3 separate regions of the Mus musculus genome follow, and regions 1 and 2 are each linked to region 3. The links are chromatin contacts, called in public promoter capture Hi-C maps. All regions are on one chromosome and are shown on one strand. Each heading gives the region's core, a stretch centred on a gene start, on an enhancer-like site or on the middle of the called end of the contact. The rest is flanking DNA. Distances are from core to core; before and after follow the strand shown. Region 1 overlaps Map3k5 (mitogen-activated protein kinase kinase kinase 5). Region 2 overlaps Map3k5 (mitogen-activated protein kinase kinase kinase 5). Region 3 overlaps Map3k5 (mitogen-activated protein kinase kinase kinase 5).

What was found. Capture Hi-C pulls out chosen DNA fragments and counts their contacts.
Region 1: a promoter capture Hi-C map of adipose tissue shows a contact between it and region 3. The contact joins two enhancer-like sites. A contact is called at or near these places in 1 of 15 datasets of contacts at CTCF or cohesin (CD8 T cells), 8 of 484 Hi-C or Micro-C datasets (the AML12 cell line, bone marrow, bone marrow-derived macrophages and 5 more), 3 of 115 datasets of contacts at active chromatin or transcription factors (the HPC-7 cell line, acute myeloid leukemia and bone marrow-derived macrophages) and 3 of 9 other capture datasets (adipose tissue, liver and pancreatic islet).
Region 2: a promoter capture Hi-C map of adipose tissue shows a contact between it and region 3. The contact joins two enhancer-like sites. A contact is called at or near these places in 3 of 484 Hi-C or Micro-C datasets (bone marrow-derived macrophages, cumulus cells and embryonic stem cells), 2 of 115 datasets of contacts at active chromatin or transcription factors (fibro-adipogenic progenitors and pancreatic cancer cells) and 2 of 9 other capture datasets (adipose tissue and liver).

What each region holds. Positions count from the first base shown.
Region 1 is chr10:19,955,526-19,958,225 of GRCm38.p6, reverse strand. The region is part of intron 1 of Map3k5 (mitogen-activated protein kinase kinase kinase 5); the gene reads right to left. Among named protein-coding and RNA genes, the nearest start is that of Map3k5, 22 kb to the right of the region's middle. Within about 2 kb of position 1,350, at least 53 of the 459 cell types and tissues checked have an H3K27ac peak or open chromatin away from gene starts, as enhancers often do. A contact at or near this core is called in adipose tissue, where this site is marked.
Region 2 is chr10:20,122,232-20,124,931 of GRCm38.p6, reverse strand. All of the region lies in intron 23 of Map3k5 (mitogen-activated protein kinase kinase kinase 5), which reads right to left. Among named protein-coding and RNA genes, the nearest start is that of Map7, 47 kb to the left of the region's middle. Within about 2 kb of position 1,356, at least 129 of the 459 cell types and tissues checked have an H3K27ac peak or open chromatin away from gene starts, as enhancers often do. A contact at or near this core is called in adipose tissue and bone marrow-derived macrophages, where this site is marked.
Region 3 is chr10:20,055,081-20,057,780 of GRCm38.p6, reverse strand. Map3k5 (mitogen-activated protein kinase kinase kinase 5) reads right to left here. Exons shown (of 30, transcript NM_008580.4): 9 at 1,147-1,306. Among named protein-coding and RNA genes, the nearest start is that of Map7, 110 kb to the left of the region's middle. Within about 2 kb of position 1,275, at least 7 of the 459 cell types and tissues checked have an H3K27ac peak or open chromatin away from gene starts, as enhancers often do. A contact at or near this core is called in adipose tissue and bone marrow-derived macrophages, where this site is marked.

The DNA.
Region 1 (2,700 bases), core at 101-2,600, 100 kb after region 3:
TGCTCGAGGAATTTAATTAGGAGTATTATTTGTTAATGTTTACTCAGTACATCACACAAGCCCTCATAAACAGAATAAGGGCCTTATAAAAGACACGCCAGAGAGATACCATGTCTCCTTTGCAACCTGTGGCTATAATTAACAGACTCTGTCTGTGAGGAAGTGGCCCGCATCAGACACCAAATCTTCCAGTGCCTTGCTTGATCTTGGACTTCCCAGTCTGTAGAGCGTGAGAAAATCTTATCAGTTTATAAACCACACAGCCTACAGTATTTTCCTACAGAAGCCTGAACACACGATGGCAAATTCTTCAGAGAGTCACGTGTGAACAACAGAGACATAAGGAACAAGATGACCCTAACCAAAAAACACAAGTTGGCATTACCAAACAGTGGACTTAAACTGGAATACTGGGATAGGCAGGAAAGGACCCTCTGTAGGCTACGGTGCCAGAGGCTCACAGAATACTGACCATCAGGAGGCCGCTTGGTCCAGAAACTGCAGGAGGGAGATTCTAGGAAGGAAGGACTAAGAATCCTCCTGTTCCCTAAATTATTGGTTCCAGCAACCACTAGCACAGGAAAACTACAGGCCCTTAAGATGGGTGGTGGGGCCATGGGGAAAAAACATGCAGAGGATTTGGGAGCAGGAATGGAGAGAGACCCCTGAGAGCTATCTGCTCAGGGAAAGGCAGGAAGGGACAAGGCTGGGCCTGGTCACAGGGGGCCACAATGACCTCCAGGAACCTGTGTGGTGGACTAGCGAGTGTCCTTTCCATTGGTGGGGAGCCAACCAGGGGAGCTCAAAGCAGGGTACTGCTCTGAAGTTCCTTTCAGAGTACTGAGACCTGCTAGGGAATATAGGGAAGAAAGGCAGTCACCATGCACCCAAAGCTCCCTGTGCCAGAAACACCAAAGTATCTTTCAACCAGCCAGCAAATGTACCCAAAATTGAGAATTCCTAAGCAGGGTGTTTGTTCACAGCCCTATACAATTCAAGACAATTAAAGAAAATCACACAAATACCTTTAGTCTCTCATCTGGGGTGAGAATCTCTGCCTCAATTGGAGCGAGTGACAAAAATTAAGAAAGAAAAATACAGACTGACAGCCAGTCTGAAGAAAGAGCAGGAGAGGGAGAGGGAGTGGAGGTGGGGTGGAGTGGGGCGAGGGGAGGGGAACAGAAAAGCCCAGCTCTGACTTTGTGCGGTTCCAGCTAGAAACATATCCTGTTCACCAAATAGAAGACTCATGCTTTTCCCAAATGTAAACAGAACTCTCGATAGGACAGGCAGCCAAGGAGCGTCCAGTGTTTGCACATGACTCTCAGGTGTGCCCCAGCCAAAGATTAAGGAGGGGTTGGCTCTTGTTCCTAACTGCTCCAGCCTGCCACTGGATTGCACCAGAAATAAGGCGATGAGTGTGTGAGGATAAGGCTGGTGGGGAATTTAGATTACGAAAAATACTAAAAGAAACAGAAACTCAGCTGTTTCTAAAGCTGAAGGGGATGAAGCAGGGGAAGCCCTGACAAAAGAGCCTCCGGGACTCCATCTTTATCTGGAGACTGTTGGTGGCTGCAAACTCCTCTGGGAATGCAGTCTGCAGATTAGACCCGTCTAGGAAACACACACTTGCATCTGCACTTGACCCTCAGGGGAGGCCTCTCCTCACTCCCTGACTCCAGAGGCTTCTACCACCATTGCTACCCCAAGTTCTCTGGAAACCTACACCACCAGCTTTTGCTTTGCCTTTTTCATAGAGGGAGAATAAAGGTGGCAGGTGACAGACTAGCCCATTCCCCAGCGGGGATAAAGCAGTATATAGCAAAGATGGTTTTTTAAAAGGCAATAAACCCCACTCTTTTGCCTAAGTAGTTAGCTTAGAGCAGTCATTCTCAACCTGTGGGTCTCAACCCCTTGGAGGGTCAAATGACCTTTCCACAGGGTGGCCTAGGACTATAGGAAGATAAAAATATCTACATTACAATTCATTACAGTAGCAAAAGTATAGTTACGAAGTAACAATGAAAATAATTTTATGGTTTGGGGGTTACCACAACATGAGGAACTGTATTAAAAGGTCACTGACTTAGGAAGGCTGAGACGCACTGGCTTAGAGAAAGCACTTTACCTATAAATAGGACTTTTGCATGTTCGCCACCTTCCTCTCACACATCAGGCAGTGTGGATGACGGCCCTTTCACCTCTGTTCAACCATGTCACCCAAGCATGTTCAAACACAGGGAAAAAGGTCAACATAGAAGCAAATGTTCTTCCTACTTGAAAACATCACAGGTTTTGATTTTGGCAGCTCGATGGTTACTTTTAACTGTCAAGTTGACACAGCCTAGAATCTTCTCGGCACCAAGTTTCAAAGAGAGATGGTCTACATTGGATTTATCTGTGGAGAGTCTGTGAGAAACTGCCTTAATTAAGTTAATTGATGTGGGAAGACCCAGCCCACTGTGGAAGCAAGGGGTGCTGAACTGTGTAAGAATAGAGAAATTGCTAGTCATGGTGATGCACACTTTTAATCCTGGTACCTGCGGACAGGCAGGTGGATCTCTGTGAATTCAAGGGCAGCCTGGCTTACCATACTAAGTTCCAGGCCAGCATGATGGCAGAGTGAGACCTTGTCTGTTGTTATTATTGTTGCTGTGTTTTAAAGGAGAAACTGAACTGTTTACATAGCAAGCAAGCAAA
Region 2 (2,700 bases), core at 107-2,606, 67 kb before region 3:
GGCCTCAGTCACTCTGTACTCCACGCGAGCTCCCCCTTCTCAGTCTTTTCTCAGAAGACCTTTGCTCCGAGAGGCCTTCCCCAACATGCTTTGAACCCTGTGGCTCCCCTTAGTAGCCATCACTGCTGCCAGAAGTAACCAGTCTTTGGAGAAACAGCCGTACGCCCACGCTGGTCGGTAGCCAGGGCACATTTGGGCTGTGCCCAGATGGGGATAGGTTGAGGCGGTGAGAATCCTGCTGTTGGGAATTTTAATTGGACACTAAGGTGAGAGAGGGGCACGGAGCCATGGAATCTTAATCTCCGAGTCTGCCTGCAGAAAGGTCACAACCCAGGGTCGGGGTGCACCCAAGGACACGGGAGTAGATGCAGGGGAGTCGAGAATGACAATGGAAAGAGAAGAAGATAGAGCAGAGACGAGCAGCACAAGACGAACAGCAGCAGCCAAGCAAGAGCAAAGATGGAAGGAACCGTGGAGCTTTCTGTCTTCCGGACTCACACACCATGGTTCTCTAGGCCAGGCTCAGCTGGGTACCAGCCGGCTACCTCTCTCCTGGCTGTGTGTATCTATCAAAAGGTGTGCCTGGCCCTTCCATGGCCTTTAAAGTCAACTCCCTGTCGTAAAAGGGGCCAGGTTAGACACCACCATTGGAACCCCACCTTAACAACAACTGGGTAATCAGTTATAAAAAACAAACCAAGGAAACGTTCACATATTTAAATAGACCTCTCTTTCAAAGTGATTTTTATTTTATTTTATTTTATTTTATTTTATTTTATTTTAATGTGAGCAAGGCACACTGAGCCTGTAAAGAAAACCTAATCCTCATTAAACTTCAAGAATTTTTATTAAGCTAATTTCTAGTTCATACTGCATTTTCTAACTGTATTATTAAAATTAAGTTTCTCCACCAGGCCAATAAAATTCCCATCATTAGAATTCCATGAAAAATTTCAAAACACACCCTCACCTTCTCCACATATATTCTTGATTTGGGAGCTTGGTCCCCTGTTTAAGTTCTCATGAGAAAAGTCTAAATTGAAAGGCCTAAAGGCTGTCATTAAAGAAACATTTGAAAATTACACTGAGAACAATTACACTCTTTGTGTTTTTCTCATCACAAACTGAATGACAGCCAGAGGGAGGATTCACAGGCAACTTCCTAACACCGGGAAATATCAGGAGAGCGAACTGCTAGGAGAGCAAGCATTTATTTTTGACATCAGCTTTGTCTTTAAAGCAGCAGCAGCAGCAGCATGTTGCCTGGATGCGCGTGTGGCTGTCCTACACAGCACAGTCTCTACCCTGGGAAATGCTTCCCGTCCAGGCTACCACATCCGCTTAGTCATCATCATTTCTGCCCTAACTCCCGCCCCTCTGTGTCAGCTCATTCGAGGGCTTTCCTTTCTGAGACAGCATGTTCTGCAGGGTAAACCTGCCTCAGAACAATGGCAGCATTCGACAGTGAGCCTTTCCCACAAATTCAGCATTCACAGCTTTCCTGCAAAAGCCCTCTCTAGCCTTGTGTGCACAGGGGTGTGTGTGTGTGTGTTATATGCAGCTATGCACACATGTGAAGGCCACAAGCAGATATTGGGCTATCTTCCTCTCTTACTCGCTGCCTTATTACATCAATGCAAGGTCTCTCAATGATCTCCAAGGATCTTCCATCTCCCCTTGGGCTGGAGTTCTAGGCCTGCCCCGCCACACTCAGCTTTTTATGAGTGCTAGAGATTTGGATTTGAACTCTGCTCCTCGTTTTCACAGAAAGTGCTCTTGTCCACCGAACCCTCTCCCTAGTCTTTATTCCTTAAACTGTCAGCGATTTGTGAAAGGTGAGATACAGTTTAAAGAAGTTAAACTGTAATCAATAAAAACTGGGGCCAGGGAGACGGCTCAGTGGGTAAGAACACTCTCTTGAAAGCATGAGGACCTATCACTCGCGGAAAGAGGGGTCTTGTCTTCACTTGCCTGTAACCCCAGCATCATGAGGCAGAGACTGGTGGATCCCGAGAGTGCACTGGCCAGTCAGCCTAGCTGAGAGAGCAAGCTTCCGGGTCAGTGAGAGACACGGTCTTAAGGTTAGTAAGTCAGAGAGTAACAGAGGAAGACAAAGGCCAGCCTCTGACCTCCACGTGTGCATGCACCTGCACACTTGTGTGCATGCAACATACATCCCATAATATACTTCAGAACACACAACACACACATACGAGATACACACACCCAAAAATTAAAGCTTTTCATGGGTTAATAGACTAAGGACCTAACCGATAATCAATTCCCTTTGGGTTTGTTCTGTAGTGTAGAATGAAATGTAAATATTTCTCTAGAAAGGTTTTAAAACATTAAGAAAATAATGTCTACATAGAAAGGATTGTGATCAAGGTGCAGGATGTGAAACTCTCAGAGAATCAATAAAAACGTTATGTGTGGGGCGGGGGAGAAATTATTTCTCTCTGGTTGTGGAATAAAAAAAGAAACTAGGTAACTATTATTAGGTTGGTTGGCGGTAACAAGTTCGCATTTGTACAGTGTTTTTTATTTTGACCTAAATTTCCCATGACTCAGTGACTCCTGTCAGCAATGGCACATGAGTCTTTGTGAAGCAGCTCAGGCTCTGAGGAGGTCAGTATCTTACTCAGATGGCACAGCCTTGAAGTGATGGAGCCAGGACTCTGACTAAGGCAAGCCCAAACT
Region 3 (2,700 bases), core at 26-2,525:
CAGGGCTACACAGAGAAACCCTGTCTCGGTGGCAGTGGTAGAGTGGGGGGTTAGGGGGTGCTCAGCATGGAAGTCTGAAGTCAGCATCTGAGCTAAGAAGTGATGTGTGAGCATTTCCCTGGGCGGATGAACAACGAGGCTGCATGGGGCATCTGTAGGCAAGTGTTGAATGCGAGCATTTAAAACCACTCGCTGCTCACTGAGCAGCACGGACCCCAGAGCAAAGCAACGTCTGGGAAGGCTGAGAATGAGCCTTGCTTGCCAAACCAAGGAGATGGACTTCACCCCTCCCCTGTGATGACTATTAACCTGGGCTGATTTGAGGACTTCTACAGGAAGCAAAGGTCAGGCTTGTATTTTAGAAAGATCAGTGCGGAGATGCTGTGTGTGTGTGTGTGTGTGTGTGTGTGTGTGTGTGTGAACTAGGCAATGAAGACCTGAACATGAAGTCCTGTAAGAGGCCACAAGGGCCTTATTATGGCAGGCAGCTCCTGGGATGTGGCCAGTGAAAGCCTGGACTCGGACCTGCTCTAGGAAAGGACTTTCTCTACCTGGTTGAGAACCTTTCACCACATTGACAACCACACGTGACACAGACTAGAATTAGCATCAGTTTTTAAAATAATCTCAAATGCAGAAGGAATCTTATCTCTACCGTACTGCTGAGACAATAATGAGACTTGGATATCTTCCAAAGACAGCCTGGGATTTACAAAACACACATATGGGAAGACACTCCAATGTGTCTACCACACCAGGAGTGAATGGGAGTGAAATCCAAGAATAAGGATTCCCAGACAGAGACTGGATCATGAAAGAAACAAAGCGCTCGGGTTTGGAATGGCGTCCAGAGACGCTGAGATGAACATGTGGTCTCGGGTCCAGGGTGAGGCACAGAGTATGGTCTATGTGTGCACCGTATGCAAGTGATGATGGTTGGGCTGGTCAATGTGTAGGAAAAGCTTAAGTGACTTCAGCAAAGTCACCATAACTTTTAATCCAATAGCTTCCTTTGTGAAAATTCTGTTTTTTCCTATAGGTTCTGGATATTAGCCTCAAAATCAACAAAATATCCCATATGCTATAAAATTCAATAACAGTACGAGGCTGTTTTTTAGACTGTACAAGTGCACGGGAGTTGATTACCACGCTGGTGTCTTCAGTCTGAACAGCTTCTCGGATGCCTGAATGACCCTGAGGTGGTCGTTGGCCAGGACACTGGCTCCCAGAAAAAATCCGACTTCCCAGTAGCTCTGGAGTTTTTCCAAGTTCCCCTTTTTACCCAGAAGGCTACTCAGCTTCACTCCTAGTAGAGGAACAGGAAACAGAGAGTTACAAGGCAGTGCAGACGTTTCATTTAGATGCACAATTAAGTCTTCATTGCCCTTAAAGATCACGATAGCTCTACGTTTCTGATTACTGAGGACGCTGGGCTGGTCTGAAGATGCTTGGCCTAGGGAGTGGCGCTATTAGGAGGCGTGACCTTGTTGGAGGAAGTGTGTCACGGCGGAGGTGGTTTTTGAGACCCTCGTCCTAGCTGCCTAGAGGACGGTCTTCTCCTAGCAGCCTTCAGATGAAGATGTAACTCTCAGCTCCTCCTGCACCATGCCTGCCTGGGTGCTGCCATGCTTCCTGCCATGAAGATATTGGACCGAACCTCAGAAAGTATAAGCCAGCCCCAGTTAAATGTTGTCCACTATAAGAGTTCCCTTGGTCATGGTGTCTCTTCACAGCAGTGGAAACCCTAAGACAGACATAATGTCCTACTAAACAAAATGTACACAGAAGGTAAAAATTATCTCACAAAACTTGTATTCTTTTTTATGTACTTTTATGTGATTGAGTGTTTTGGGCCACATGAATGTATGTACCTGCCTGATGCCCTGGAGAGGGGGAAGGGGTCATAAGAGGAAGGTAGATCCTCTAGAACTAGGCTTGTGGATGGTTGTAGGCCACAGTGTGAGTAATGGGAGGTGAACCTGGGTCCTCTACAAGCACAAATGTTCTTACCTGCTGAGTCACCTCACCTACCCCAGCAAAAATTATCTTTAATTGAAAAATTCAATAGTCAGTTATATACCACAGTCTAGAATTTTTACATATCTATATGTGTATATAAGATGAGAAAATCCAGGATATTTTTGTGTAAGCCCCTTCCTTCTCTTGCTATATCCTGCATTATGAAATAATTTGAAAGGGGATTTTCTTGTGCTTTTTAGCATGGAAAACATGTGAGGAAACTGAAATACAGATGTGTGTTTGTATGTAATGGGTAGTGTATGTCTATATGCAATGTATAGGGTGTGTCTGTATGTAGATAGCCCTGAGTCAGTAATGTCCCCACTTTCCCTTTGTTATGCTGTGGAGGATTTACACGAGTGAAGTGAGCACCTCTCAGCTACATCGCCAACCCATTACGGTCACTGTCTAACAAGGCATGATAACATGATTTGTATTCTCCAACTGTTTTATTTTAACTGCCTTGTGTTATTTCGTGCATTGTATTGATTTGCTTAAAATATATCCATGTAAAACTGCTTAATACTATCAATATCCATTACGTTAAGAATTATTTGAGGCCAGACCTAGTTACACAGGCATATACTTCTAGCTTCTGTGGAGATATCGAAAGATATCAAAAGCTGAAGGTCTGCCTGGGCTTTAGAGTGAAATTCACGACCAGCCTAGGCAACTTGCTGA